Regions from separate parts of the Mus musculus genome. Here all the other regions are linked to region 3. A link is a contact called in public promoter capture Hi-C data. All regions are on one chromosome and are shown on one strand. The core of a region is the stretch at or near the end of the contact, and the rest is flanking DNA. Distances in the headings are between cores, read along the strand shown.

Region 1 (7,053 bases), core at 3,553-6,052, 4.3 Mb before region 3:
ACTCTTGCCTACTTTGGAAAAGGTGTCTGAACTGTGTATGGGGGTGGGGTAGGAAAACCTAACTCTTCTGAGTTTAAAAGATTGTTTTAAAACGAGCAGGGTAAAAACAACAAAAAAACCCCAAAAGCACAAACGATTTTACTTCCTAAGCTTTGGAGGCAGGCAAACTGAGGGCGGCTTGCCTGCCTTCGGTAGAAGCCCGGATGAAGTTGCTTTCTGGCCTCTTCCTTTTGCATAAATAGCCTGAATGTGCTTATTCCCAGAGGAAGTTGTCTGTGTAAACAAACATCACCCAGATAGAAGTTTAACCGGCTTCATCTTCCTCCCTCCCTCTCTGAAGGACATGCCCCCAGCCTCCCAAAGTCCAAGCAAAACCCGAGCCCAGCTACCAACGCCTGGCCCAGACCTCCCTGTCCAGGCTACAAGCCCAGGTCAGGCATACTGGGGAAAAATCGGACCTTCAGCAGCCAGAGCATCCACGTGATCACTGGGTGACTCACAGGCCGGCCACACCCCTCGCGGTCTCCCGCCAGGCCCTGCCATCAACCAGTCAGCCAACACAGGGATGCATCTTATTACCAAAGGGAACAGCTAACAAATGCCCTTGACAGCCAAATAATTACTTTCAGTTGAAAACAAACACAGGTACAAGTGGATGCAGGCTCTATCCAGAACTGCCAGCTCCCCACCTCCTGAACACACCCCTTCCCAGACTTGCCCCGGCCAGGAGACCTAGTTTAAAAACAAACAACCCCCCCCCCCAACCATTACTCAAAGAGTTTTTTTCCAAAAAATTTTATTGGGGGAAACTACAAAACATTTACAGTACAATGTTTACAGTCACAATTTGTAGTGAACTGATTCCCCAAAATATATTACAACTCAAGTTGACTTAATCTTGTTACATTCAAAAACCTACTTCTGTCAAAGTAGTCCAGAGTGCACACGCGGTGCTCCAACTGTACCTACATACAAACTAAACAACTGCTCATTTATCTGCCATCCAGGAAAGCCGGAGACATTCCTGCCTCTTTACATTGAAAAATAATAGTACAAGTTTTTGGACTGTCATTGAACAAGGCATATTCATGTACCACCAACATTTCAGCGCTAAGATGTGGCCTCTTCACTTCATAGCTATAGTAAAAAAAAAGTGGTAAAAAATCTTTTCTTTTTGTGCAGGTGAACCCGTCCGACATTCAAATTCTCAAGCACGAATGAAATACTTATCTGGTTGAGAAAGATTTAAGGCAAGTTCGGGCCCTATGAAGGCACTGAGACCATTTCCCCCATTATTGCTACATGTCTCTATAATCAATGTCACAGTAGAGCTGGTGGTTTATAAAGCTGGATGTAGAGAAGCAAGCCACACGTGAGCCTGACTGCAGTCTCACCTTTCTCTCTTTAAAGTTGGATGGGCTACAACCATTATACATTCTAAGAAAACCTCAAAATGTTCCTCAAACCACTTCCACAGCATCAAGATTGCATGGTTTCTTCATGCGATCTTTCGAAATTTACGTAAACAAGGAAAGAAATTAATGAAATAAATATTACATACAATCTCTTAAATTAAGATTTTTCTTACTCATTTACAATAAAATAACCAAGTGAAGTTACAAAAGGCATATATTACTGTGAAAAGAACACACTCCACATTTTGCCGATTAATAATGGCAATTATAATTTAACATAATAAAAGAATATATATCTATTGCTTTCATCATACTCGATAAATACAGTATGGACAACATCCTCAATGTATACTTTTCACAAGATAATAAATAAGTTAAATAGTTTTTCATATTGAGTTGTGGTGCAGTGGTGCGGATCAACTCAGAACAACTAAAAATGAAGCACTTATTTCCCAACAACTATGAACTGAGCTCTGCCCATAGCTTCCAGAGAGCAGAGGAAATGGTTCTAAGCTAAACACCCACACTACGTGGTGGCAATGAGCCCGTTATCAAACTTTGGAATGCAAGGGCTTCCCCACCCCCAGACATACAGAACTTTGTCTAAAAAACAAAAACAAGGTAAACAACCACCACAAAGGAGGCTGAGAGCGAGCGACTCGAATCAAGGCATGTTCCTGGCATTATTTTGAGTTCTAGAAGCTTATAGTTTAGGGAGGTGGCAGCCGGCTGGCTCACACTGGTCTTGGAACCCCTTCCAAGAGTTCTCACATCTGGACTGTTTCTAAGGCTTTCGAGTGAAAGAAGAGATGGAATGGTGGTTGGTAGCTGCTGGTGCTGGGCTGATTTTTTTCTTCTAAAACTAGAGTTTCAAACTCATCTGAGACCTAAGTGTTTGGTATCTTTTGTTCTTTCCGCATCACAACCGCCCTGTTGTGAATATTTTGTTCATCCATACGAAAAAGTTCGTTGGCTTTTATCAACAAGAACGAATCTTTACAATAATAATAATAATAAAAATAATAATAAAAAACAAAAAAAACGAGAGAACCGAAAGGGTAGGGGCGGGGCCCCTTCCGGCAGAGTTCGAGTCCAAGTGCTCGGAGGGGCCTCCAAGTCTGCCGCAGTGTCGCCCTCCCCAACCGGTGGCCCCCGCTGTGCCTTTCCCAACCCCTCGCGGGCGCCCCCTTGCCTCAGTCGTCGGAGATGGAGAGGCGGCTGAAGATGGGTAGGCGACGGCCAGGGTCCAGGCTGGGGGACTCGGAGCCGCTGAGGCTGCCGGAGCTCAGCGAGCCGCTCAGGTAGCTGTCGCGGTCCGAGAGCGAGTCCGGGGGGCTGGGGGGCGCGTCGAACACGGGCGACTCGGACAGACGGCGCGGCAGCTGGAAGCCGAAGGGCGGGGAGGGCGGCGCGGGGGCCGCGGGGGGCTGTGCCGGGGGTGGCGCGGGACCGGTCAGGCCCTGCTGCTGGTTGCGGTAGTAGGCGGCGGCGGCCGCGGCGGCGAAGTTGTGGGTCTGGATGGCGAGCGGCGTGATGAGGCTGCTCAGCTCCGGGCCGAAAGCGAAGGCGTTGTTAGCGCCGGAGGACGAGCAGGAGGCGCACGGCGCTCCGGGGCTCAGCAGGTCCTCCGCGCCCCCGGGGCCGTAGAGCAGCGCGGCCGCCGCCGCCGTGGCGCAGCACGTCGGGGCGCCCGAGGGCGTGGAGGCCGCCGAGGCGGAAGAGCAGGAAGAAGCCGAGGAGGAACAGGACGAGGCCGAGGAGGAGGGCGGCGGCGGCGTGCGCGATGTGGGGCTGTCGAGCAGCAGCGGCGACTCCAGGCCCCCCGGCGGCTGGTGGTGGCCCGACGGGAAGCCGGAGAAACTGAGGCTGTGATGCAGCTTGGGCCGCGGCTCGCGGGCGAAGCCTAGGTGTAGCGCGTCGCGTGCGCCAAACGCTCGCAGGTCCCCGGAGGCGCCGCCGCCCCCCGACGGCGCGGGCCGCCGCTCGTCCGCGTTGTGGATGAAGTGGCAGCGCGGGCCGTAGGGGCAGAAGCCGATGGTGTGGAAGGTGCGGCACAGCTCTGTCTTGTACTTGGGGTGCCGGGTGAGGCTGCGCAGCTCGTGGAAGCCGTGCGCGAACTGGCACTTCTCGCCGTACTTGCACGTGCCGCTCTCCTCGAAGGGCCGGCACAGCTCCGTCTTGTAGCGCGTGGAGTTGATCTGGGAGCCGCTGCCCCCCTTCTGCTGCTGCTGCAGGTGCAGGAGGTGCTGGCTGCGCTCCCCGTTCTCGCTGAACGAGCGGTCCCGAAATTTGCTCTCCTTGGTGACCAGCGCCGTGCCGCTGCCCCCCGAAGGCTCCTTGAGCTGGCCGTAGGAGGCCAGACCGCCTCCGCCTGCGGGGCCACAGCTGCTGCCGCCGCCGTTAGGGGCGCCCGGGAACTTCGGCGAGCAGCTGCCCGGACTGGGCACAGGGTGGGCAAGCGCGTGGAGGTTGCTGGCGGAGTGGCGTCGCAGGAAGCCCGGAGTGAAGCTCGAGCTGGGGGCAGCAGCCACGGGCGTCCCTACCGCCTTCTTGTCCAGCATGTTGTTCAGATTGAGGTTTGCCAGGGATTTCTCCGTCTGCCAAAGGGAGGGGAGCGGGAGCGGGATGAAAATCGGATGGGGAAGAGAGTCGGGGCTAACTGCAGAGTGAACGCCCTAGTCCCAACTGCCCACTTGTTGGGGTTTCTGGTGGGATCCGATTCAGCCTCCACCGCTACACTCGCAAAACGCAGGCCGGAGAGAGTGGAGGACGCCCACCCCGGCCGCTCCGGGTCTAGCCATGTGATCCTGGGCCCGTGGCCACGGGGTGGGCGGCGCAAACGCTGTCCGGGAAGTCCCGGCAGCGTGGCCGCGGTCGGTTCGGGAGGAGCACGGCTGCTCCAGCCGCTACTCGCTCTCTCCACGCCCACAGTCGCAAGCACACAGTCCTGCTAACTCCAGGACTTCCCTCCACCCGCAAAGTCAACTTGGAAGGGTCCCTCCCGCCTCGGCCCGGCCCGGCGGCAAGTCTCGGAACTCCAAAGGGTTCCAGGCCGTCCGCCATCCTTTCCGGCTGCCTGCTTACCTTGCACAAGAAGTCGATATCGTAGAAGGGTGACAGAAGTGTGGTCGACATTTTTCTGGGTCCTGTAATGGTCGAAATTGCAAGCGTGGAGGTTGGGAGGTGCCCTCGGTACGGCGAGACTCGAACCAAGATGAATAACGGGCGAGGGCCAAGGAGGGACGGAAAGTTGTGCTTGTGCGGCCGAGGAAGCGGCGGCGGGAGGCCGTGGCGCGGAGTGGGGGGCAGAGGAGAAGCGAGAGCGCAGCTCGGCGCCCCGGCCCGCCCCCCGCCCGAGCCGTCGGCAGCTCGCGGACTGGTGGAACTCGGAGACCTGAGAGCGTGCGCCCTTTATACAGCCCCGGAGCGGCGCGGCGGCGGGGCAAAGCGCACCGGGGGAGGGGACTGAACGCTGACCGGCCGGGGTCTCCAGGCAACGCCGCCCGCCAGCCCGCGGACGTCAGGCTCCTTCTCGGCTTCTCATTGGTCGCCGCCAATTTTTCCCCTTCGGGGGAGGGGAGGAGAGGGGAGGGGAGGGGCGGGCAGCCTGGGCGTCCCGAGCGGCGTGGGGCGTGCGGCCCCCTTGGGTCCTGCTGGGTGGCGGCGGCGGGAATACCTCGCTCTCCTCCGCCTCTACGAGTATAACGTTGGAAAGCACGTACACGTTCTATCTGCCCAGGACGGGGCTACCCGGGACGTGCCTTTCCTCGCCCGATCCGGCTGGGCCGACTGGCGCAGCTTTTATCTCCCATCCTAGTTTTTGCTCCGCGCGCGGGAACAGCAAAACAGCAATGGTGCGCTTGGCCAAGTTGCTTGGGACTAGGAACGGGGGTCGCGGCCTGTCCCGTAGGTGGCAGCTCCGGCCCGGCTGCACGTGGAGACGCAGTAGGGGTGGGGGCGGGAGCGGCCAGCCTGGAGGAGCATTGGCGCGTTTCTCCGCCCCTCTCCCCGCCCAGGCTCAGTAAACAGGACTTGAGCGCTGCGGCCTGTGGGGCAGAGCCGAGTGTCTGAGGACAAGGCGCTGGCTTTGCTAATCACATCACAAGACCTTGAGCCTGGGCCAAAGGCGCCGAGTGGCGCGGGGTGTCCGGGGCGGGAAAGCCTATTCCAGGGGACTAGAGGGAAGTCGGAGGAGCAGTGTGGACATAGAGGAAGTCACTTCCTTCACCTTTGTGCCTGCTGGTTGGCCTGGCCTCCTCTCGGGGATGTGGGTGCAGCTCCTAGCCAAGGCTTCCCGCCTGTACAGCCTTGGCCTGTCGAATCCTGCAACCTTCCTCCTTCTGCTGTGGGAGGCGCGGCATTGAATCTAAGCTTTGTGTGAGCTGCCGGAGGCGAGGCGGTGATTGCTGAACCACCACCCAGGTTGGGGGAAAGAGGTCCTCATTCGGTTGCCTTTAGTGCAACTCCTACCAGCTTTCCATGGAAAAAGCAGTCCCAGAAGGCCCCTGGCTCTTTTTGAGAGGGGTCTCACACACACACACCTCCACACACCTAGCGACCCCCACCCCCACCCCGTGAGGCCCATCTGGTCAGGTCCAGAACCCTTTATCCCTACACTTCATACTGGCTGCCAAAAGCTGGAGTTGGGCCCATGAATTCACCCAGCTGGCAGTCCGGGTTGCCCTGGGTGGAAGGCCCAGTAGTTGCCAGAGAAGGCTGCTTGACCAACTACATCCTTCCCATGTTGCTCTTCCTGTCTGGTTGACCCAGTCCAGTGTGCACTTGGGCTGTATCAGTTAACCTTGAAGCTAAGGAGGTAGATCTGTCACTCAAAGGCTCCTGAGTCCAGGTGCATTTGGCCACACTGCAGTGCATGCTGCCCCTGTAGGTAGAGCCAATGGCTGCCAGAAGACTGTAGTGTCTTGGACGTAGTGCTGAGTGGGTTGGGTACGGTGGTTCATGCCTATAGTCCTAGCACTAATCACAAACTGTGGTGAGTTTTAGGCTAGCCTTGCACAGCTTAGTGTGAGAGTGAGACCATACCCCTATAAAGGAACAAAGCCCTCACCATCTTATATATTAAAGCAAACTGGCTTTTGGCTGTGGTCTGAGCAAGGGGCCACCCAGATCTTAGGACCCTCAAGTGTAGTGACTTAGGGAAGATGGCTGCTTCACTCTTCCCACCCACGTTGCTCTTGCCCCTATTACTGCTGGGTTCTGTGGCTGAAAGGACCCCAAATGTAAGCATGAGGCTGTGACTAAGGTTTTCCTGGTTTCTCTCAGGAAAGCATGCAGCAGTCGTTCCCCTAGCTACTGCTAGCAGGATTGCAGATACAAGCCCACCTGTGGAGCCATCCATCCCTCCTGTCCTCCCAGATTGGCCACAGCCAGCCAAGATCCAAGTCTGGGGTAAGTCCCAGCTAATGGCAGACTTGGTAGGATGGACTTGGAGATAACATAAGCCTGCTCTGAAACATGCTTTGGGACAGCATGCCTGCCAATGTGAGATGGTTTTATTGTCATGTAACTGCTTTTATTTCATTTTAGATGGAAGGGGAGAGGGAAGGTTGGGTCCTGTTCAGAATTAATCTCCCAAGGTTGTCACCACCAGCCCCTCTCACCAACTAGATCTTAAAGT
Region 2 (7,109 bases), core at 2,267-4,766, 3.5 Mb before region 3:
GGGGTGAGAGGCACAAAAGGGGCAGGTACCAAATGTCAGGATTATACAGGGAAAAGCTCCTAGGGGAAGGGCAGCCCAGTGCCTGGGCTGATGAGTTCCGGGTAGAGGGCAGGGTATGCCAGTCACACCTGTAACAGGCAAGGACTGAGGGATGCTGGGAGAACCTGGAGGCCAGGTCCTCTTTGATATGTTGAATAGGCGAACCTCAGCTGTTTCTTCTGGGGGTTTAAAAACTCAACATGGATCTTGGTGAATTTTTTCTTTTTTTTTGGTTTTTCGAGACAGGGTTTCTCTGTATAGTCTTGGCTGTCCTGGAACTCACTTTGTAGACCAGGCTGGCCTCGAACTCAGAAATCCGCCTGTCTCTGCCCCCCAAGTGCTGGGATTAAAGGCGTGTGCCACCACCGCCCGGCGATCTTGGTGAATTTGAGGTCAGTGAGGTCTACATAGTGAGTTCCAGGACAGCCAGGGCTACATAAAAACAATAACAACAACAAAAACAATAAACCCTGTCTCAAGACAAACAAAAGTGACCCCAGCTCAGCATAAAGAAAACGAGCATCCTAATCAGGACAATTTTCTACCTTATACTTAGCATTGTCTCAATTTTTTTTTTTTTTTTTTGAGACAGGGTTTCGCTGTGTAGCCCAGGCTGTCCTGGAACTCATTCTGTAGACCAGGCTGGGCTTGAACTCAGAGATCCCCCTGCCTCTGCCTCCCGAGTGCTGGGATTAAAGGTGTGCGCCACCACCGCCCGGCTCTACTGCTCTTTATGTGGCTCTAAAGAAAGGCATTATGGTCGGGCAAACCAAGGCTCAGGGTGTAGTCACCAGAGTACCAAGCTGTTGCAGAACCATTGTGACGGTGCTGATTGTGTGTGACATATCCCCTATCTACCACGACACATACCGCCGTTTAACCTTGTGAATCCTTTGGGGGCTTCTTTAAGGGTTTGTTGCTAAGCTTCAGTAATTCAGAAAGTTAACCTAATGGTTTTTTCGTCTGTGATCTCATTGTAGTCTTAGACATAAAACAAACAAACAAACAACAAAACCTCAGTTATGTTTTCTTACTTTTAGTGATTAAAGAGTGAGTTGTATACAATCCGCAGCCTAGTTACATCACTGAATCTCATATTGCATTTGAGTGTCTGCCAAAGGAGATCAAGAGGAAATCAAGCAGTGCGAGACAGGGCTCTGATGTCTGTCTGTGGTTGCCTGGGTTCTCGAGGCAAGGGAATCCAAGAGCCCTTATTTGTTGATCTTTAGCATGTTGATCCTTATTTTGGAAGGTGAGGTCCCGTACTTCAATCTTCTAATATAAGGTGTCCCAAGCAAAGGTGTGATTTAAAAAATATATTGTGTAAGTCATTTAAATAATTCCCAGGCTGTCGAAGATGGCTCTGCAGGGATAGGAGATTATAATCAAGTCTAATAGCCTCAGTTGTACTCTGGGACCCTACAGGATGGCAAGAACTAATTGCCCTCAGACCTCCACTGCAAACACACACACACACACACACACACACACACACACACACACAAACACTAAATGTAATTAAACCCTTCTTGATTCCATAATGAAGCCCCTTGAAGGGGTAGTCAGAGCTAAAGTGGGCTTACTTTCTTTTCTTTATTGAAGCTCACCTACAGTATGCAAAATCAGAGAAAGAAATTTTTATGGCTGTCTCCAATTCTCAGTCACTGGGTCTAAGAATTGGTGTGCCAAACCAAACCAAATCAACCAACCAAACAAACAGTCAACTGACCAAACAACCAAAACCAAAACAAAACAAAAAAATCTAGCACCCAAAGACTACTTTTAAAAATTATCTTTCGAAGTTCAATCTCCAGAATCACAATAAATGAAATAAAATTGTATTGTAGTGAGCTTTCTCCCCAGAGTGAGCTCTGGATTTTGTAGGCATGAATGTAGCTTGGAACCTCAGGTGATTCTAATTTTAGGAACCTGTTTGCCCACTATCCTGAAAAAACACCATGTGTGCTGGCTACATTCTAATGACAACTTGACACAAGCTAGAGACATCTGAGAGGAGACAAACTTTCATTCCTAAGAGCTGGCTGTGGGCTAGCCTGTAGAACATTTTCTTAAGTAGTGATTGATGGGGGTGGTGGGGGTGGGTGGGGGCAGCCCATTGTGTGCGATGCCATCCTGAGCTGGTGGTCCTGGATTCTATAAGTGGGCTGAGCGGGCCATGTGAACAAGCTAGTAACCTCTCCATCAACTCTTATCTGCAGGTTTGAGTTCTTGTTCGGCTTCCTTCAGTGATGGGCTACAGTGTAAGTCCAATAAACCCTTTTCTACTCAAGTTGCTTTTTGGTTGCCATGGTGTTTCATGGTCCCAATAGAAACCTTAAGACAGAGTTCTTAAACTTGAAGTTCCAGAGAAATCTGAATTGCAACCAAATGTTTATTTCCGCCAGTTTCACTTTGGAAATTGCTTCAGAAATATGTCCTTCTTTTCAAAGCTGAATTTGCACTCCCTTAGGTCGGTCTAAACCTAAGTTGTCCCAACTAACTTATACCTAAGTATGAATAAGATCGAAAACGTCTTTCAAAGACTTGAGCGAGTTTAAAAACTCTTCAGGTGAGCGCTTAAGTGCCCCATTACACTTTGATCTGGAAGAATTAACCTGGTTCACTTTCTAGCTCAATGTGGTTACTAGATGACCGTTTTCTCCCGGCCTTTGTGAAGCCTTCCGAGTAATCATACCCAGAGGGAGACTCCTTTATGTCATCATTACCCTTTGCAGACGTTCAATGATTACCTACCATTCCCAGTCTGGGACTGCCTGCCTTACTTTTGTATCTCCAGTTCTACCTACCACGCTTAGCAAAATGCAGGTGCTCTTTAAGAGAGGAATGACCTAGTGAATGTCAAGAGCCTAGACAGGAGTTTTAAAAATCAGACTCAGAAACAAAACACGGAACTGCCAAGGGCTGGAAGGCAGGAGGTCGAGGTAAATAAGAAGAACGAACAATCTGAACCATTGCAAAATCATCCCGAAGGGATCTCCTGTCCCATTTTCTCAAGTGGCTTTTCAGCCTTCTCAACTTCCCGCCCACTCTCCCCTGCTGGAGACAGGTCATGCAGGTATCCCAACAATGAGGCTCTGATTGGTCAGAGATGATTTCATTGTTAGGGAACATCCGGGCTCTTTCCCTCCCTGCATCACCTCCCCAGAGCCCTACGCGCCCAGTTTTGCACTCTCGCGTGCGCCCCACCCGTAGTTGAAGCAAAACAACGCCTCTCTCCAGGCCCTTTCTCGAACCTTTCTGAGCTCTTCCTTCACAGCTCTATGCCAAAGAGAGGCGGCCACTTCTTCCAATGAGGGTCTAGGGGCACTTCTCTGGCCAATCAGAAGCCGGCTCTCTCCACTCCGGGTGGGACCAATTTCCACCTATAACTGGACTGCCCGTTGGTTTCTTTATGGTGTTCGTTCTCCGCGAAGTGTAGAGGTCAGAACTGCAGGGTCCGCAGACTCGGGGCTTGGCCATCTACGAATACTAGCCAATCCCTTTTAGGATACTTTTGCGCGTTCATTTAAAAAAAGCCGAAGTGACGGACTTGGAAATTGGTTTCTTGACGGACAAGTAGAGGAAGCCAATAGTCGGAGGATCAGGCCGCCATTTGAACCAATCAGAAAAGGATATCGGTCTTCGAGTTGGGGCGTAATTTGACTGACGGAGGACTCTACCTATGGCTACTAGGGTGGGCAGGTCGGTGACGTCAGGAGTTAGGGCAAGGCGGAGGTGGGGCTGAATAAAGTAAATGGTAATGAAGGGTTGGGCCTCACTGGTGGGCGGTGTGTGATGGATAGTTGACCTTGCCAATTAAGGTGGGCACTGACGCCCAATGAGAAATTAAAGACTCAGAGGCGGGGCCGTGTGGGCGGGGAAAGAGAAGCACAGAAGATACTAGGGGCCAGGTTGGGCGGGAGAACGTAGATTGACAGGCTTCTCAGCAAACCGAGGGCAGCGGTGACACACGCGGCGTCCCAATGGGTGCCCTTGGGGGGCGGAGCCCGAGGAGGGGCGGGGAAAGACGGCGGTGCGGGGAGGGGAGGGGGGTTGCAGAAGGAGCGGAGCGGCCGCTGCTCAATGGCGGAAAAGCCGCTGGTGCTCTGACCGCCTGGTCCCCCCTGGCAGTTGCGGGGGAGTTTCCTGCCGGCGCGGCTGGAGTCTCTGTTTCTCCGTGTCCGGTGGCTGGAAGATGCTCCAGAGAGATCAGGCTGCGGCGGAGGAGGTGGCGGCGGCCGAGTCGGCAGCGGCTCTGGGTTGGAGAGAAGGCGGCGGCGGCGGTGTGAGGGGCCGGACGGTGTAAACAGCTCGGGCGGCGGCGGTGGCCGAGCCCCCGAGGGCGAAGCGGCGGCGGAGGCGGTGTCGCGTCTCGGGAGAAAGCCGGGGGCCGCGGGCGGCTGTGCGGCGGGCGAGCCCGCGAGACCTCCCTTTCTACCTTCGCCCCAGGTAAGGCCGCTTTGCGCCCAGCCGAGTGGGGGAACGGCCGTCCGTCCGTCCAGCCTGCTCTCGGAGCACCGGGCTAGGCCCAGGGCCTGGGCTGCCGCCGCCGCCTCCGCTTGCGCGCGAGGCTTCGCGGGGCGCGGCGCGGCGAGGGAGTAGTTTGCCGGGGCGCGTGGAAGTCCGCTGCTTCCCCTCGCGCCGCGGCGTGCAGGCAGCGCCCATGGGCGCGCGGGCCACCCCAAGGCCGCGGCTCACCCAGTCCTGCCCGCCGCTCCGGAAAACACCTTTCGGTGTGGCTCTCTCTCCCGGTCGCTTTCTGCCCTCCCCTGCGCTCCGCTCTCCTTTCTTGTGAAATCTTTCTGGTTTTTCTGTCTGTGCCTCTCCGGGCCTCCTTCCCCCTCCTGTGCTTTAAACCGTTTGTCTTGCTCCTCTTAGCCAGACTCGGGGGTTCGTGTCTGTGTGTTGCCCACCAACCACGGTCCGAAAATTTCGGGTGTCGTGCTTAACAATGGGCTTCTTAAATGAAATTACTATGAACTCCATCTCAAGTTTACATGAATTCCATTAAGAATAGACTGGACAGTATTATGTGATCGGTCATTACTTTTTATCTTTAAAAGCCTTTAAGGAAAGAAAGTATCATTAAGCATAGCTGAAAAGAACCCTGAAATAAACTTATATAAATGAAGGGCTTGGTGAATGTTAGAGCCATTTCTTCATTTTTTAAAAAAGTTGCATGACCTCTAATACCAGTTTTAGCACCTCTAGGACGTTTGCCCATCTTATTTGGCAAAAAATTGCCTCTTAAGGATTTGATAGCTGCCCAAATTCATCAGTATTCAAGCGCTTCTAAAAACAACTTGGAAACTTAAAAACAACTAAGAAGTTGTTTTGGTAAGTCACACAGAACTTTTAAAATAGGCCCCACATGTTTAATGTATCAAAATAAAACTGGCAGGAGTCTTATAAAGGGATTATTAGGGAATTTGGGTTGTCTTCATGTTATGCGGCTATTTTGGGAAAAACATTCTTTTTCTGTTAACAAACGTTTATAGCTCCTGTGATGTGAGAGTTAACTGAAGCTTACTGTGGGATTAGCACAGGAACTCTTTATGTTGAGCCTACTGCCTGGATGGAGAAGTGGTAGGTTGTCCAGTGAAGAGGGTATAAGTCACAGTGTGTTCTGCGCGATGGCCCCTACATGTTCATAGATACTACTTCATTTACTTTCTCTGTTGTGCAATTACAGTGTTCCTTTTGTAGGTTGCCTTTGAAATACATCATCTCTGAGTATGGAGGTTATTCTGACTATTATAGAATTTTCCCAGTGTAGACTTCACTTGCAATAATATTTAAAGGATAATCTTTTATTTATTTTGAGACCAGGGCATAGGGAGCTGATTATATAACCCCGGCTGGTGTGGAACTCGATGTGTAGACCACACTGGCCTTGAACTCACAGAGATTCTCTGGTCTCCAAGTGCCTTGAAGGTCTGTACTACCACACCCAGCTAGTGATTTTTTTTTTCTTTAAAAAAATGCTTTTGTGGTCCTTACAAATGGACAGAGTGTGTGCTGTCGTAAGAACTTAATTTTTGTTACTGTTTATTATTTAGTGGGGCAATCCTCTCCACACACATCCGAAATACCGTCCCCCCACCCCCACCCCCAATTGTTAGAGGTTTTTTGTTTTTTTCTTTGAGACAGGATCGCAAAATGGGACTCAGGCTGACCTTGGTCTTACTTACTTAGGCTGGTCCCAAAGTGATCCTCCTGCCTCAGATTCTTAGGATTATAGTGTATCACCATTCTTGTCTCCCCTCTCTTTTCATATTTTAAAAAGTTATTTTTTTATATTTGTTTCATGAGTGTTTGCTTACAATGTGTAAATGACCCACTTGCACCACCACGTGAGTGCCTGGTGCTAGTAGTGGAGGCCAAGAGGGAGCGAGGGCAGGAGCTCTCCTGGAACCAGTTCCAGCCAGCTGTGAGCTGCCATTTTGGCTTGGGGAGCTGAACCCAGGTCTTCCAAAAGAGCAGCAAGTGCTCTAATTGCTCGTCAGCTCCTGAACGCTCTCTTCTGAAGCTTTAAGTCTTTGTTTTTGCTTGTTTAATGGTTGCATTTTCTCTCATAACTTCCTAAGACAGTTTCTGCCTGGTACCTTGTGTTCACGGATGCTCATGTATGTTGTCACTTGAGCTTTCATATTTTAGTTGGTATTTGTCCACTTTTCTTGAACTTGGTATGGTGAGTCTTGTAAATGGTGGGCAGAGCTTCAGCACCCGTTGTGTGTCTGGTGTCTGTGAAGACTTCAGGAGTAAGGGAGAGCCTTTTTAGTTCCTAGGATGCTCATGTCAATACACAGTTTTATGTTAGTAGTCACATAACTATTAAGTCCCCTAAGAGTATATGTCATCCAGAGGAGTGGGATATTGTCTAAAGGTTGTGCTTCTAAGAGCAGTTGATTCATAGGTTGATTAGATGAGAAAAAGTAGCCTTGAAAGTTAGAATCTTTCTTTCTAATGATGCATATTTTTTAGTGGAAACTTTTGAATTGCCATATAGTATCACTTAGATATGGAGATTTATTAAATATCAGCTGAGGCAAAAGTGGAAGGTCTGTGTC
Region 3 (7,691 bases), core at 1,300-3,799:
TTGGACAAAGGTGCCCAGGCTTGTGGTCTGAGTGTGGTCTGGGTGTGGTCAGTCACGGCAGGGGACCAGCAAAAGGGCTTAATGAATGAAGATGCAGAAAATTCATTACTTGACCTTGGATAGGTATATTTTTTTCTGAGTTTATCTATTTTATGGTAGGCTGGCTCCTGGGGTGATTTATCTCTGAACTATCTGCAGCTTTCAAATTTTATGATTCCTTCGGAGTTCAGGAAGAGCATTTAGCTACTTGAGTTTAAAATAGATGCAATGATGAATGGGAGAAAGAACTACATAAAATATAAGTTCATTCTGTATTTCAAATACTGTACTAGCAATATTAGTCCATCTTTGTCAGAAGGTGAAAGGCTAGCAGATAACCTTGGCTGAGACACTGACGTTGTGGCTGCTTTTTGTCGTTATTGTTTGTTTGTTTGTTTGTTTTGAGACAGGGTTTCTCTGTGCAGCCCTGACTGTCCTGGGACTCTCTCTGTAGATCAGGCTGGGTTTGAACTCACAGAGATCTGCCTGCCTCTGCCTCCCACGTGCTGGAATTCAAGGCGAGCACCACCCCTGGCTGAACTTGGTTTCTTAAAAGCCAACTTTTCTTGCTCTTCCTTTCCTTCTCGTGCTCTTTCTTCTGTATCTTCTTTAATTTGTCTACATGAGTGGGGGGCAACAGTGATGCTATGTAAGGAGATTTGCAGTAGATGTTGCTCCTCCGCTGAAGCACATCTTACATTTGCCCTGAGATTTCGTACTCTGAAGAAAACTGGGATTCTCCGGGACTTTGAAAAGAAAACAAACAAACAAAACAAAATGAAATAGAACTGGTAGGCGAGCTTACATGGATCATACGAATAATGTTGTTTGTGGAATGAGGGAATCAAATATTTCTGGCTTTGTTCTTGTACATCGGGGTGCCTACAATTCCTCTGCATCTCTGCCATATTCACAGCTCATCTACTTTACTGCGAGCAGATAGCCTGCTTCAGTCATTTTATATGCAAAGACATTGAATAGTCAACATCCCCTCATCAGGAACCAAATGAAGCTTTGTTGAGCAAGCAGACGGGCAATGTCTCCGTTTTAGAGACCCTTTCTCTTAATCCATTTATATCTGTGTGAAACAGGTATCAGTAGCATGGTTTTTAAAGAACTGGGTATAGAAATTGAAAGGTTTAATTTCCAGGTTCATAATGATAACAGTAAACTCAAACTATAGTTTTCTTTTAGAAATTCAATGGAATAGTCCTCTCTCTCTCTCTCTCCCTATGTAGATGGCCTTAAACATTTGAGTCTCCTATGTCCTCCTTCCAAGTTCCAGGATTACAGGAATGAGGCACTATACCCTGCTTTCCTTTTGAGACAGACTTCTTTTTTTTTTTTTTTTTTTTTTTTTTTCTGAGGCAGGGTTTCTCTGTGTAGCCCTGGCTGTCCTGGAACTCACTCTGTAGACCAGGCTGGCCTCGAACTCAGAAATCCGCCTGCCTCTGCCTCCCGAGTGCTGGGATGAAAGGCGCGCGCCACCACCGCGCAGCTGAGACAGAAACTTCTTATGAAGGCCAGGGTGACCTCTAAATCTTGGCACTCCTCCAGCCTCACCCTACCCAGTACTGATACATAAACCTTCACTGCCAAGGGCAGTTTGATAGGCTACTTCTAGGCTTCAGTTTCCTTCTATGTAAAGGGAATTCCTGAAATTGTAGAGTTGGCAGATTCACTAAAACATGAAGCAACCAGAAAGTATACCCCGAAGGGAATGTCCTTAACATTAAAAATTATTCTACATTTGTCTGCAATTCAGAATTAACTGGCCACTCCCGTTTTATCTAGCAGCACTGTACCCGCAATACAGTGTAGGCAATACGTGTACAATGCATATTAAGTCCTTATTACTGTACACAGCAATTAGTGAGAGCTCTGTACATTTTTGTTGTTGCTGTGTTGCCTTTTATTACTGGTTTTTAATTTGGGAGACAGAGTCTCAGAAAATCTTTAGTAAAATTTGGATCTGATTCCAAAGCCCCATTTCCCCTCTAAAATCTGCTCTGCATAGAGTTTCCACGGCACTTCAGTCAGAAGAAGGTAGCGTTGTTCTCAAGAAAGCTTCCCGGTCCCCACACTTTCAAAGCCAAGGGGCTGTTCGGGCCGTCGCGGCAGCCCCAGCACACGCGTCGCGGGCGGACACTCGCGCGTCCCGCGCCAGCTCGTCCACTCAGCAGCCGCGCCGCGCCTCGGTCGCCCTCCCATAGGTCCTTCCGGGCGACAGGCGAGGGCTTTTCATTTTCCCGCCTGCACGCCCAGCTCCGTAAACCTCAGCGTCCCCTCGCTTTGCCTTCCGAGCCCGCTCCACCCTTCCGGACGCCACCTTCCCCCCCACCCGCCTGCAGGACGACAGCTCGGAGGGGCGGCCGCCGCCCTGGTAGGAGGCGGGACGAGGCAAGGGCGGGCTGCGGGAGGCGGGACGGAAGGAGGGGCGGGGCCAAGCGCCTTGGCGCCGCGTTGTCATGGCAGCGGGGCGGGGAGGAGGGGAGGAAGCGAGCAGGCGGGAGGGGTGGGGGGGGGGGGGATGTGGTGCTGCGGCGGCCGCCACCGCAGCTGCCACTGCCTGCTCGCGCCTGGGTGTCCCGGAGGCGGCTGCTGGGAGCCACGGGAGCAGCTGCGGTGCTCTGCCATATTGTGTCTGGCCCGGCCCGGCCCTCGCCTCTGGTTCGCGGCGGCTGAGTGACGGTGAGTCCCCGGGGTCGCGCGGCGCGGCGCGGCGCGGAGGCAGCGTGTGCGGCCGGCGCTGGGCGTGGGGGCGCGGAGGCGGCTGTCCCGTGACGCGCCGGGACATTTTTGTGTCCCGGGAAGAATTGGCGCCCCTGCGCGGGGGTGTACCCGGCGCGCGGCTCCGGCAGAGCGTGGGCTGCCCCGGGGGTGTGGAACCGAGGCGAGCACGGGTCCCCGGGAGTGAGGAGTTAGGAGTTTTCTCCCGAGGTAATGACCGTACCGGAGGGGGCGTCGCGCAGTCGGAGCCACAGAGGGCAGAGGACGCCCAGGCGGAAACCTGCGACCCCGGGAGTTGCTGCTCTAAGAGTCCCGGGGAGCCCGCGCCAGCCACGTCGCCGCTCCGGCTCCCATCCGAGCGGGACGCGCGCGGCGTGGAGTCCCAGTCCGGGGCCCGGCCCGGCCCGGGCGGGATGGCTGGGCCCGGAGAAGTAGTGCCCAGGAGGACTCGCGTAAACTTCGGGCGCGGGGCCCCGATGTGGGGTGGCGACCCCAGCCCGGTTCTCGCGGCCGGAGGCGCCCCCAAGCCTGGCTGGCCCGGGCCGGGGGTGGGGTGGGGTGGGGTGGGGGTGGGACTTGGACTGTTTCGGCGTTGCAACATGTGCACTTCCTGTTCGCCATCTCCTTCGGGGCCGAGGTTACTTCTGCCCTCCGGCCCGGCGCTCGGGCCGGGAGGGTGCGCGGTGGTCCGCGGCCTTGAGCTTGGGTGCCGGCCGGCGTGCAGTGCCCGGCAGCCCGAAGCCGAGCCGGGGAGGTTAGGGGCAGGGAGTCCACGTGCTCGGTGCTCGGTCTTGCACTGCAAACTCCGCCCCCGGCTGCCCTCCGGCAAAATGCCTGGGTTCCCACCGCCGCACCTCACGCGAGTTGGGGGTAGCAATTTCATTGGGAAGCCGCGCTCTCGAGATCTTCTTGCACTTGGTTTCTGCTTTAAAGCTTTCCTTTTTCCACCTTTTGGGTGGCGGTGGGAGGAGTCATAAGTGCAGAGAAATGACAGACTTTTTTTTTTTTTCCCCTACTTGCAACTCCGCTGTGAGCGGTTAATTATTTCCAGGTTAGTTGGTGCTCTTTTCTCCTGTCTTCTGATTGTGACAGCCACGTGGCCGGCTGAGTGCAATAGAGTGCTCTAGCGGCCAGAGAGCTTGAGGCTTCTCTCGCAGCAGGGGCTTTGTAATGGTATAGTCTTGGCTTCTGCGCTCTAATAAGAGGAAGTGGAAAAAGCCGAACCGATCACATCTAGTTGTTTCACCTGAATCGTAGAATGGCTTTCCTTTGCAATTCTGGTAAGGTGTCTATTGCCATTTTTGCCATTCGCTGCAACTTTGATGATTCATCTTAAAATTTCAGCAGTGTTAGGTATCTTCAAAGAGCGACAGGGCAATGTCTTTATAAAAAGAGTTCCCCGACTCTTTAGAAAAATCGTTTTAATTTCAAAGCCAATAACGAGCGATTCTAATGAATCTGAAATGATAACATTCTGGCATTATTTCGGGCTTATGAAAAAAACTCATTTGTTTCTTTTTACACAGATTAGCAATGAAATTATCTTTTTAAGGATAAATACTAGTTTTGTATGTAGTCAGATTTGAGCAGAATTCATAGGTGGAAATTATAGTATATAAAAGTGAAAGAGAAAATGATTAAAGTTAAAAAAATAAACTACTGGAGAGTGAAGATTTAGAATGTCTTTACAGTCTAGATCATGCGTCATTTTTTTGATCGGCAATTTTAATTTGTTTCTATGGCATGTTTGTGTTATTACTTAGTTTTACGTTATTGTTAAACCATTAAGAAGGAAACCCCTTACATTTATAGAGTTCTGGAGAAATGGTTCGGACTTCGTTTACTGGGCTTTTGAATGTTCTAGTGAAGTTAATGAAGGTATCGAAGAGGGTGTAAAGCTTTCTGTAGGAAAGAAGATAGGCTGGAAAGTGAGTGTGCACTGACCACTGAGAACAGTTCATAGTTGAGGAAGAAAAGTAAACGAACTGAAGAGAAGTGAAGAGACATTTACATAAAGCCGGAAGCCTGGAACACTGCAAACAGTTTAAAGTAAAGTGAAATTTAAAAGTAATACTCAAACAGCAAGTGTGTGTGTGTGTGTGTGTGTGTGTTTTGAGAAGGCTTTCACTCTGTGGTCCAGGCTGGCTTCAAAGTTGGCGTGACCCTCCTGCTTCTGCAGCTTCCTTTTGTTGTTTTTGTTTTTTTGTGTGTGTTTTATTTTGCTTTGTTTTGTTTTGTGAGACAGGGTTTCTCTGTGTATCCCTGGCTTTCCTGGGAACTCACTCTGTAGACCAGGCTGGCCTCGAACTCAGAAATCCGCCTGGCTCTGCCTCCCAAGTGCTGGGATTAAAGGCATGCGCCACCACTGCCTGGCTCTTTTGTTTTGAGACAAGCTCTCACTGTGGAGCCCTGGCTGTCCTGGAACTTGCTATGTAGATTAGGCTGGCTTGCAGTTCTCAGAGAACCACCTGCCTCTCTGCACCATGGATGCTGGAATTGTAGGGTGCATCACCTGGGTTGCTTGCTTGCATGTAGTTTCGGTTTGTTTGTTCAAGACAGGACCTTGACGAGATCAGCCTCTCGTGTAGATGAGGACAACTTTAAATTCCTGATCCACCTGCCTCTGTCTCCCAAGAGCTGGTTGTATAGGTGTGTACCACCACAGTTAACTTTATGTGTTTCGTTGCTGTTTGTTTTAACAACTCAAAAGAATGGTTATTTTTAAAATAATATTTTTATTCTTCAAGACTGTCATACAGTGGAACTCCCCAGATCCACCCACATCTTTGCACCCACCCAAATTCATGTCCTTTTTTTTTTTTAACTTAAGAGTGATATTTTTTTTGTCTGTTTTTTTGTTGTTGGTTTTAGATTGTGTACTAATAACTGGGTTTTATGTAAATGCAAACAGTCTTCCAGTTATAGTTTTGAGTGCCCAGGGCTTGAGGTTGAAGAAGTAAAACACAACTGAGACAGTACAAGGAGTTAAACCGTACTAAAAGTCAGATTAAGAGTGAGTGTAAGAGAGTCAGCGGGGAAGGAAGTCGTAGAAAACTTGGGAGGGTAGGAGAGGTTTCTTGGAAAAGGCAGGTGTTGATTTCTACGGGAGAACTTCTATGCTAATAATGTCGCCCAAATGGCCACCCTCTGTTTATTATTAATTTATTTTGTTTGTTTGGTTGGTTGGCTGGTTCCTGGAACTCTCTCTGTAGACCAGGCTGGCCTCAAACTCAGAGATCCACCTGCCTCAGCCTTCCAAGTGCTGGGAATGAAGGCGTGTACCACTACCCCTCCCCCTCCCCCCTTTAAATTAAGCTTGCATAAGAAATTTATTTTGTTAACTTTCACACTTTGGTTCCAGTCTTCTTTCTCCCATCTTAATATTCTACTGTTCTGCAGAAACTTAATTATTATACCTCAGCATGGTACTACAATTTATATTTATGTTGACAGTATCTTTTTATCTGTTGGAAATACACTTGGACACTCCAGTGTAAGGCCTGGCTGAAATACTGATTGTTCTATGAGCCTTGGAATCACAGACTTCTAGATCCATCTTTACTTTCAACCATAAATTCTTTCCCTTTTGTAATAGCATATAATTCTTTCAGGCTGTAGCATTCTCTACTGCCTCACTGATTTAACAAAATTAAAAAAAAAAAACCATATTGAATACCATGTGCTAAGTAAGCTCCATCAAAAGAGCAGTGCGTGGAGCTGGACAAGAGGGATTCCTTCATGTTTTATTATCTGTTAGGTTTTGTTACCCTAATTAAAAGATACGTCCTTGAACAGCAAGTTACATAGAATATATTATTTGCCAGCAAGACACCCTTAGAGCCTTATTTTAGATATATACTCTCTGCCTAGTCTGAATAAAGAAAAAGTAAGATTTGTGGTGTGAGGTGTGAAGTTGAATAGAAAGATCTGTTTTTATAAGTAAAGGTGGGAAGAGAAGAACTACTTTTGAATTTAAATATGGTCTCATTTCCTCCAGAATGAGTTGGAATATGAAATAATCCTCTTTTGAGGAAGACTCCTTTGACTCGGTGTGGTCCAGCACTCAGAGAACTGGGAGGAACTGGAAAGAGTACTACTGAAGGAAAAAGTAACGATGGGATGAAGTTAGGGCTGGTGTTAATAGTCAGGATGCTTAGTTTAGTCAGCTGAATGTAGATGAATGGGAGCGGGCAGGGTGAACACGACCTGTAGGAGTGGCCCACAGAGCTTGGGGGCAATGCAGAGGTGACAGCTAGTGGTATGAATTTTTTGTTGTTGTTGTTGTTTGTTTTTTTGATTTTTCGAGACAGGGTTAGGGTTTCTCTGTATAGCCCTTCTCTGTGTAGCCCTGGCTGTCCTGGAACTCACTTTGTAGACCAGGCTGGCCTCGAGCTCAGAAATCCACCTGCCTCTGCCTCCCGGGTGCTGGGATTAAAGGCATGCGCCACCATGCCCGGCTAGTATGAATTTTCTTAAGAGCTAGCAGTTAGTACTGAGGACTAAAATGTTGCTTGGGAAACTAGAATGTAACAGGCATTAGCTATGGTGACAGGGAGGTTTGAGGTGACTACTGTAGACTTTATCATTCTTTTGGTGTTACTGATAATACATAAACGTGCAAAACCTTACCCAGTTTGTCTGATTAGCGTTTTACACACTCTGGTATGTTGTCACAAGCAAGGAAACAAGATTCCAGTATTACTGTTAATTAGATAAATCATTCAAATTTGCCTGATTTTTCTCTAATGTCCCTTTTTATTCCACAACTAGTTTTTAGGAATTTCGTAGAATGTCCTTGAATTGAGATTACCTGATATATTTCTCAGGATTAGGCTTGGCTGTTGGTTTAGTGCAGGTAAACAGGTGAAGTGCCTGTATAGTATAGACAGTAAGGGTGCATGCTGACTTGCCGTGCCATGGGT
Region 4 (7,598 bases), core at 2,484-4,983, 3.6 Mb before region 3:
ACAGCACCTCTGTCGTCCGCAGGCTTGCTAAGACAAGCAGGGTCCTAGACCCTGGCCAGGTCTCCAACGTCAGTCTCCACATGTTCACATGATCATTTTAGCTATGGCAGGGATAACAGCTTACATGGAAAGACAGAAGGCGTGAGACCACTCCAGTTTCCAAAACACCTGTGAGAGCAGCTGTCGGGCCGTGGCTCTGGAAACAGAAATGACATGGCCACTTCTCCAGGAACCCTGGGGAAAGGATGATGGGGGCACCAGAGAGGAGGCACCCATTCCAGATGAAGAAGAGCTCCCAGGATTTTATCATTTGTTAATGAAAGGGGACAACAAGATGTATGTGGGAAAATAAACAAAACAACAACAAAGCACAAACACGCGTGGGCTCTTTCTGAGTAACAGAAAAGGCAACACTCACAGCTGTGTTCCATTCAAGACGTGTTGGGTTTGAAGTACCTGTCGCTGGGCAAGGAGCTATCCAACTGACGATCCACCTCCAGGAAAAGCAATGCAGCTGCCAGGCTAGAGGGGCAAGCAGTGCCTAAGGCGCTGGAGATGAAAGGGTCAGCTACAAGGAGGACACACGAGTGAGGAGGCAGGAGCCGCTGCGGCCAAGCCTCTAAGCACGTGAGCATCTAATGTACAACACGGGCACAGCAGCAAGAAGGCAGGCGCAAAACAATCCTGAGAAGCAGAACTGACAGTGCCTTCCTGGTGCCAGAAAAGGGGCATCCTGAAAAGAAGAGGAAGAGAGGCAGACTCTGTCAGAGACTCAAGCCCCGAACACACTTGATAACTACCATGTCTCCAGCAAAACTCAAGGAAAACCAACACACAGCCACACATTCATAAATGACTTTTGGAAACACTAACGGTATGACACCAGCTCTCTCTGGGTGACAGTTAAGGAAGATTATTATTCCTCAAGGAGCATGAGTTCTATGATTTAAAAAATGTAAATGGGGCTGGGGAGGTGGCTCAGCAGTTAAGAACACTTCCTGCCAAGTGACCCAAGTTCAGTACCCAGAACCCACGTCAGTACAACTCCAGGGGCCTCGACACCTTCTGAAGGCACCACACACACAAACACATACAACAGAAAGAATATTTTTTTTCTAAATAGTTAAGATTCTGGTCATATGGTACACACATTTTATTCCAGCACTTGGAAGGCAGAAACAGGTCGTTCTCTGTGAGTTTAAGTCCCAAAACAGCCAGGTATCTATATACAGATACTGTATCAAAAAAAAAAAAAGTAAGAAATGGAACGAAGCCTCAGGTGCAGTGTGAAAACAGTGTGCGACAGGGAATGAGAAGCTAGCAAAGGAGACAGGAAACCATGGGCAAGAAAGAGAGCAAGTGGGACGCTTCTAGAATAAATAGAATCCTGAGAAAGGTTGTGTTTTCCACACAGGCTTAGAAGCTGTGGGATAGGAGACTGGCCGGAAAGTGTTCAAAGTCCAGAGAAAGAGAACAAATACTACTTCACTGGCTGCCATGACCTAACACGCGTTAACAAGACCACGTACTATGCTTGAGCAGTTTCCTCTCTACGGGGAAACACGCGTGTGGGGAAACACGTGCGTGGGTCACCCCGGCATAGTCATGTTACTGCTTACAGCTTTTCTTCCATTTATCTTTTGTATGTGCATGGATACTGTGGAGGTCACAGACAAGTTGTGGGAGCCGTTCTCTCCTTCCATGTGGGTCCTGCAATCAAACAAAGGTCACCAGGCTTGCAGAGAAAGTACCTTTTCTTGATGAGCCACCATGCTGGCTGACCCCATGCAGCCAGTTTTTCGGATCGTGGGAGAGACAGCTTCTGAAGAGACACCCGGATGCTGAATGACTGAACAAGCTTTACAAAGACACCCAATGCCCTCCCTTACAGACAAGTCAGAACCAGGGGAGCTTGGTCAAAGGTCCATCCGAGTATGCAGCGAGGAAGTGGAACCCGGGTCTGATGAACACACAGATGTGTCACTAAAATGTGTTCAGTTTCTGCCAAACCCAACAGCAAACATCAATGCCTGCACTGTAGCAGCACTAGCCCTGGCCCCGAGGGGCCTCGGGTGAAGGACTAGATTCTAGTCACTAGAGGAAAGCTAAAGGAACCAGCACTGCTGTCTCAGAAGACATGAAAGTTAGGGCATGATTTCACTGTTCAAGCCTACCACAAAAATAGAGGCAAGACCCTAACTTACAAATAAGCATCTCTCCAAAGACAACCAAGTTGTTCAGACATCATGAAGCATTTCCTTCATCTATCTAGTTATACGCCGTGCCGGGCTGGCCCGTGAAGACAGTTACTTCTATTACAGTGTTATTATAATATACATCAAGCCCTGTATCTCATGAAATAGTCCTAACCTTATACGGTGTCCACCTGTGTACCTAAAGAAACTTAAGGCCTGGGCTGCTGAGTGATTTGTCCAATAGCCTAATGCAAATAAGCCAAAGCACCCTCAGTCCATGGCTCCCCACTCCAGATCATACTTCCTAAGTCTGTTTGCTAGACCCCAAAGTTCTAGTGTGGGGTGTACAACTGTCAATTTCTTTCCGGTACTAAAACCTAAGCACCCAACCTTCCTTTATCAGTTGTCAAGAATATCTATGTTCTTTAAGTGAACATACTTGTTTCCCTATAACCTCAATCCAGAAAGGCATATACTCACAAAAATACATGACACTAACTAGGAACTTAACTTGTTTTTGCAGTAGGTACATAGATCCCAACAGAGCACCTTGCACGCGTCCTTTAATCCATTCTAGTGTGACAATCTCCAACCCATGACATCTGTGTAAATACTGAAGGAAAATTCCACTCAGCACAACGCAAGCAAAAACCCGAACTGGCCATGATCAAATGTCAAGTTCTAAACTATCCCTAGATCACTAGAACTTCAAACCCCAATCCCAAGAAAAAGAAAATGAAAAACCAAAGCCTCGTAAGACTACAGACTAGCAGGTTACTGGTCACCAGCGTGCGAGAGCACCCAGGAAGGGTACTCCTAAGGAAAGGCACAACGCCTGTCCCCACCTCAGCCCCATCCACTCCCCCAAAGCCATTGAGCTTCACGGGCCTTTCCAAAGCTAGAGCAGGCAGAGACCTCAAGCAGCAAGCCGGAAGCCAGCCATGCCCTCGACCATGACCTTCTCAAGACTCTCAACCTTGTCACCCCAAACCACTGGCAAAGCATGGGGGAGGGGGTGGCCTCATGCCTGAGAAGCCGGGACCACGGAATTGGAGCAAACGAGCAGGACACCAGCCCGTCCACCGCAGCCAGTCAGGAGGAAGGGTCCGGTACTCACCCTGCAGCCGGCCGGCTACCAACAGCCGCGACCCGGACGACGGAGGACAGCCGGCCCGGGACGCCCGCAGGGAGGCGCAGGGACAGCGGGAGGCGCGGGGCCGCCGCGGCCCCGAGCAGCCAACGCGCGGGTCTCAGCAGGGCTGCCATGGCTCAGCGTACCCAAGGCAGGATAGGATGCACGCTCCTGCAGAGGACCTGGAGGAGCACGTGACGACCCGGTCGCCCCTAGTGGGACAAACTAAGGACCGAGGGCGTCCAGCGGAGGAGGAGGCAGATCCCCGCCAAGGCTCACGGGAGAGGCAAGCCGAGTTCGCGGGATACCCTGGATCCGCCTTCTGTTTTACTATACATTGTTTTTTGTCTTCCGTTCACAGTGTCCCTGTTCCCTTGTCCAGCGCCCCGGCTCTCAGCGAGCCTGGCGACAACACCCCTCCACTTTGAAGTTGGTAGAGCCCACTAGAGGTCGGCTCCGCCCATGCGCGCGCAAGGGCTTGTGGGGGGCCAACTAGGAGCGACACCGAGGGTTGCTGGGAAGGGCCGACCGTGCAGATCCCGGGGTGCCTACGACGTTCCAGCCTTGCGCCTCGGTTGCTACCGAGCCGCTGCCCTAGCTGCTCAGTGACGTAGTTCCTGCCGTAGCTCTCAGAAACGGCGGCCAGAGAAAAGCTTGACGAAGAGAACTGGGAGGCTGTGGACCTCCAGGTTAGCTACATGCTATTTGTGTGACTGGGGATGGGGTAGATAAATATACAGAACTCATCCTAAGTGCCTCGCTTCATGAAATCAATGGATTCTAATAAAGGTCGTATAATTTTAAATGTCAAGGTTGAAGTTTCTTTTTCTCAGTGCCCCGCTCCTTCCAGTTAATGCACTAAGCAACTAAGGTAGTGAGTGGTGCAATTGTCTGAGGATAGGTCTGGAGCTAGGAAAACAAGTTCTTGCCCTCACAGAGCTCGCATACTGAAAGGGTTCCCTGTGCACTCGTGTGAACCCGGGAACAGGTTTCCACTCTACTTAGTTATTCCTTGACTGCTACCAAGTGAACAGTCAAATTCTCCCTCTGCAAGTTTTCCCATGTGGCTGTTTCTTCTGCTAGCCAACAAACTTCAGAGTGCCCAGAATGAGAATGCAGCCTCTTTTATGGCGGAAGCTCGTGATCAGTTGAAGACACTTCGTGCTTTGAGCATTTATTGAATGGATATACGTTCAGAGTTAACTTGGCTTAGCTTTCTTTTGGAGAAGCTAATACCGCCCTGCAAGATGAAGTTACTCTGAGTTACTATAGAGCACTATGATAGAATATAATTCATTCTCTCATTCAGCATTAGTACTATTTATTGAGCACATATTTTGTGTCAGGCACTATTTGGAATGCTGGGAATACAACATGGGGGGGGGGATCTCAATTTAGACAAAATTCCGTACATCTAAAGAAACATAAGAATTGTGATATAAATAAAAGATTAAGGTAGGTTACGGTCTGTGGTGATTAATCTTGATAGGATTTACTATCACCTTGGAAACCAGACTTTAAGCCAGTGAGGGAGTTTTTACATTGGATTAGTTGAAGTGGCAAGACCCACCCTGAATGTGAATGACACCACTGGGTCCCACTGAGTGTAGGTGTGACGCAAAATCATTTGCTTTTTTAAAAAAATATATTTATTTTATTATGTGTATGAGTGTTTTGCCTGCATGTATGTGTGTAACCACAAGTGTGCCTGGTGCCCTTGAAGGTCAGGAGAGGGCTTCAGATGTCCTGGGAGTGCAGTTAGAGACAGATACAAGCTGCTGTGGTGGTTGCTGGGAAACGAACCTACCAGCAGAATGCAGAGAGTCCAGGCATTTGCCACACCCAAGGAAGGCTAGGGCTCTGGATGCAAATGTGAAACGAGGTTGGTGGAAGTAATTATGATGATGGACTTTCTAAGGGTTTACTCCTAAAACTCTACTCCTCGGTTGTGAAGTGTGCTCTTAATTGTCAGCATGATGGAACTCAGAATCAGTCGCCTTGGGGACGGGCTTTTGGGAAGCCTCCTTGGTGTTAGGGTTTTAGGTGAGAAACCCACCCTGAGTATGTCTGTGAATGTGTGTGTGTGTGGGTGTGTGTGTGTTATGAGTGTGGTGTGTGTATGTGAGTGTGAGGTTTGTGTGTGGTATGTGTGTGTGAGTGTGGGGTTTATGTGTGGGGTATGTATGTGGGGTGTGTGTGTTATGAGTGTGGTGTGTGTGTGTGTTTGAGTGCATGTGTGTGTGTGTGTTATGAGTGTGGTGTGTGTATGTGAGTGTGAGGTTTGTGTGTGGTATGTGTGTGTGAGTGTGGGGTTTATGTGTGGGGTATGTATGTGGGGTGTGTGTGTTATGAGTGTAGGGTGTGTGTGTGTGTTATGAGTGTGGTGTGTGTGTGTGTGTGTGTGTGTGTGTGTGTGTGTGTGCGCGCGCGCGTTCCATGGGCTGGAGTCCCAGAGTGGATAAAAAGACAAAGCAAGTGCAGCCCCAGTAGCTCATCTCTCTCTTCCAGCTAGAGATGCAATGTGATGCAGCCAGGCCTCCCTCCATGATTCTATTCCTTCTCAAAGCATGAGCTGAAACAGCTCCTTCCTCCCTTTCACTGTTCCTTTCAGGTATTCTACCACAACAACCAGCAAAGTAACCTGCCAGCCGACACCCCATCGCCACACCAGCCTGTGTTAGCTACTTGTAACTGTGACACAGTGGCCCAGTGAACAGCTTCCAAGGAGGAGAGGTCTATTTTTGTTCACATTTTCAGAGGTCTTGGTCGATGTTTCCTTTGCCTGCCTCATTTGAGCAGAACATCATAGTGGCAGGCGGGAATGTGAAGAGTCTTAGTGAGGGTTTTACTGCATGGTGAAGAGACACCATGACCAAGGCAAGTCTTATAAAGGAAAACATATATTTGGGGCTGGCTTACAGGTTCAGAGGTTCAGTCCATTATCATCAAGGTGGGAGCATGGCAGGATTCAGGCGGCATACTGCAGGCAAAGCTGAGAGTTCTACATCTTCATCTGAAGACTGAAGGCTGCTAGTGGAAAACTGATTTCCAGGCAGCTAGGATGAGGGTCTTAAGCCCACACCTACTCCAACAAGGCCATGTTGTAACCCCCGAATTACTGATACTAGAGAGACTTCAGTGTTGTACAAACAGTTTGCCTCTGCGTTCCCCGCCAGAGGCTCCCATCCTCCCTCCCACTCCCCTAGTGTTAGAATGGCGCGCAACACTCCTCTGATAAGCAGCCAAACTCCAGGTGCCTGTCCTTGAGACCTTAGAGAAATAACAAGCTCAAGGGAGACCATGGGAAAAAAGGTAAACAGAGGTCAGGTCACAGACAGTTACGACTGGCCATAAAATTAGTCCTTGAAGCTGGGTGTGGTGGTGCACGCCCGGCCACACTGTTCCTAACTATACTGTATATAAGCCCAATGTTTTCTAGACTCAGGGTTGCTTGCCAACATACATGAAGTGAGTGCTAGGTGGGCAAACTGAGTTTGAACTTGAAAATGAAAGACTCTTTTTCAAGATGCAGTGGACTTTGCAATTCTTGGGCTCGTCTGGGTTTCCCGTGAACTCAGGGCACAACAGCCACACTTCCTAATAGTGCCACTCCCTGGGACAAGCCATTACAAGGGGGTTCTTTGCTTCATGTGGGACAGGAAGTGGAGACAAGAGAAGGAGATTGGTGACCAGGTATAACTTTCAAAGGCAATGACTTAATGACCTACTTTCTCCCTGTAAGCCAGTGGTTCTCAGCTTTCCTAATACTACGATGCTTTAACACAGTTCCTCTTGGTGTGGCAACCCCCAATCATACAATTATTTAGTTGCTACTTCATTCTGTAACTTTTCTACTGTTATGAATCTTAATGTAAGAATTTGATGTGTGGGATATCTGCTATGCGACTCCTGTGAAAGGGTCACGCAATCCTGAAGAGGTCTCAACCCCCAGGCTGAGAGCCACTGCTCTAAGCCCTGTCTCCTGAAGTTTCTACCATCTCCCAAAATAACAGCACCAGCTGGGGCAAGGTGTTCAACACCTGAACGAGTAAGGGATATTCCGTATGTAAACAAGTGTTCCACCCTTGAACCTGAAGGATCGTGGCCATCTCAGAATGTAAGATGCACACAATCCAGCCCGAGTTCTCAACGTCACCGCTGAATCTCAGGTCTTGCTGTTATTGAGCTCTGATGCTAAAAAAGGTTGAAGTCTGACATTACTGGAAAGCCCCGAGCTCAGTGCAACATGGTGGACTCCCTTGGTCAGCAAG

Evidence for each region. Promoter capture Hi-C pulls out the DNA fragments that hold promoters and counts their contacts.
Region 1: a contact with region 3 is called in a promoter capture Hi-C map of pre-B cells, with 7 times the contacts expected there. The contact joins the promoter of Zfp36l2 here to the promoter of Foxn2 in region 3.
Region 2: a promoter capture Hi-C map of pre-B cells shows a contact between it and region 3, with 6 times the contacts expected there. The contact joins the promoter of 1110020A21Rik here to the promoter of Foxn2 in region 3. A contact is called at or near these places in 3 of 39 promoter capture datasets (the HPC-7 cell line, liver and pre-B cells).
Region 4: a contact with region 3 is called in a promoter capture Hi-C map of pre-B cells, with 5 times the contacts expected there. The contact joins the promoter of Lrpprc here to the promoter of Foxn2 in region 3. A contact is called at or near these places in 2 of 39 promoter capture datasets (liver and pre-B cells) and 1 of 484 Hi-C or Micro-C datasets (pre-B cells).

What each region holds. Positions count from the first base shown.
Region 1 is chr17:84,183,145-84,190,197 of GRCm38.p6, forward strand. Zfp36l2 (zinc finger protein 36, C3H type-like 2) reads right to left here and starts at 4,803. Exons shown (of 2, transcript NM_001001806.2): 1 at 4,500-4,803; 2 at 780-4,012. The coding sequence starts at 4,550. The coding sequence ends at 2,609. Thada (thyroid adenoma associated) reads right to left here. Exons shown (of 38, transcript NM_183021.3): 38 at 6,912-7,053. It also overlaps a transcript of Gm36279 not described here. RefSeq lists an enhancer at 1-656.
Region 2 is chr17:84,953,907-84,961,015 of GRCm38.p6, forward strand. 1110020A21Rik (RIKEN cDNA 1110020A21 gene) reads right to left here and starts at 3,517. Exons shown (of 4, transcript NR_027929.1): 1 at 3,294-3,517. It overlaps Ppm1b (protein phosphatase 1B, magnesium dependent, beta isoform), which reads left to right and starts at 4,095. Exons shown (of 6, transcript NM_001159496.1): 1 at 4,095-4,488.
Region 3 is chr17:88,438,155-88,445,845 of GRCm38.p6, forward strand. It overlaps Foxn2 (forkhead box N2), which reads left to right and starts at 2,550. Exons shown (of 6, transcript NM_180974.5): 1 at 2,550-2,730.
Region 4 is chr17:84,787,053-84,794,650 of GRCm38.p6, forward strand. Lrpprc (leucine-rich PPR-motif containing) reads right to left here and starts at 3,734. Exons shown (of 38, transcript NM_028233.2): 1 at 3,313-3,734. The coding sequence starts at 3,461.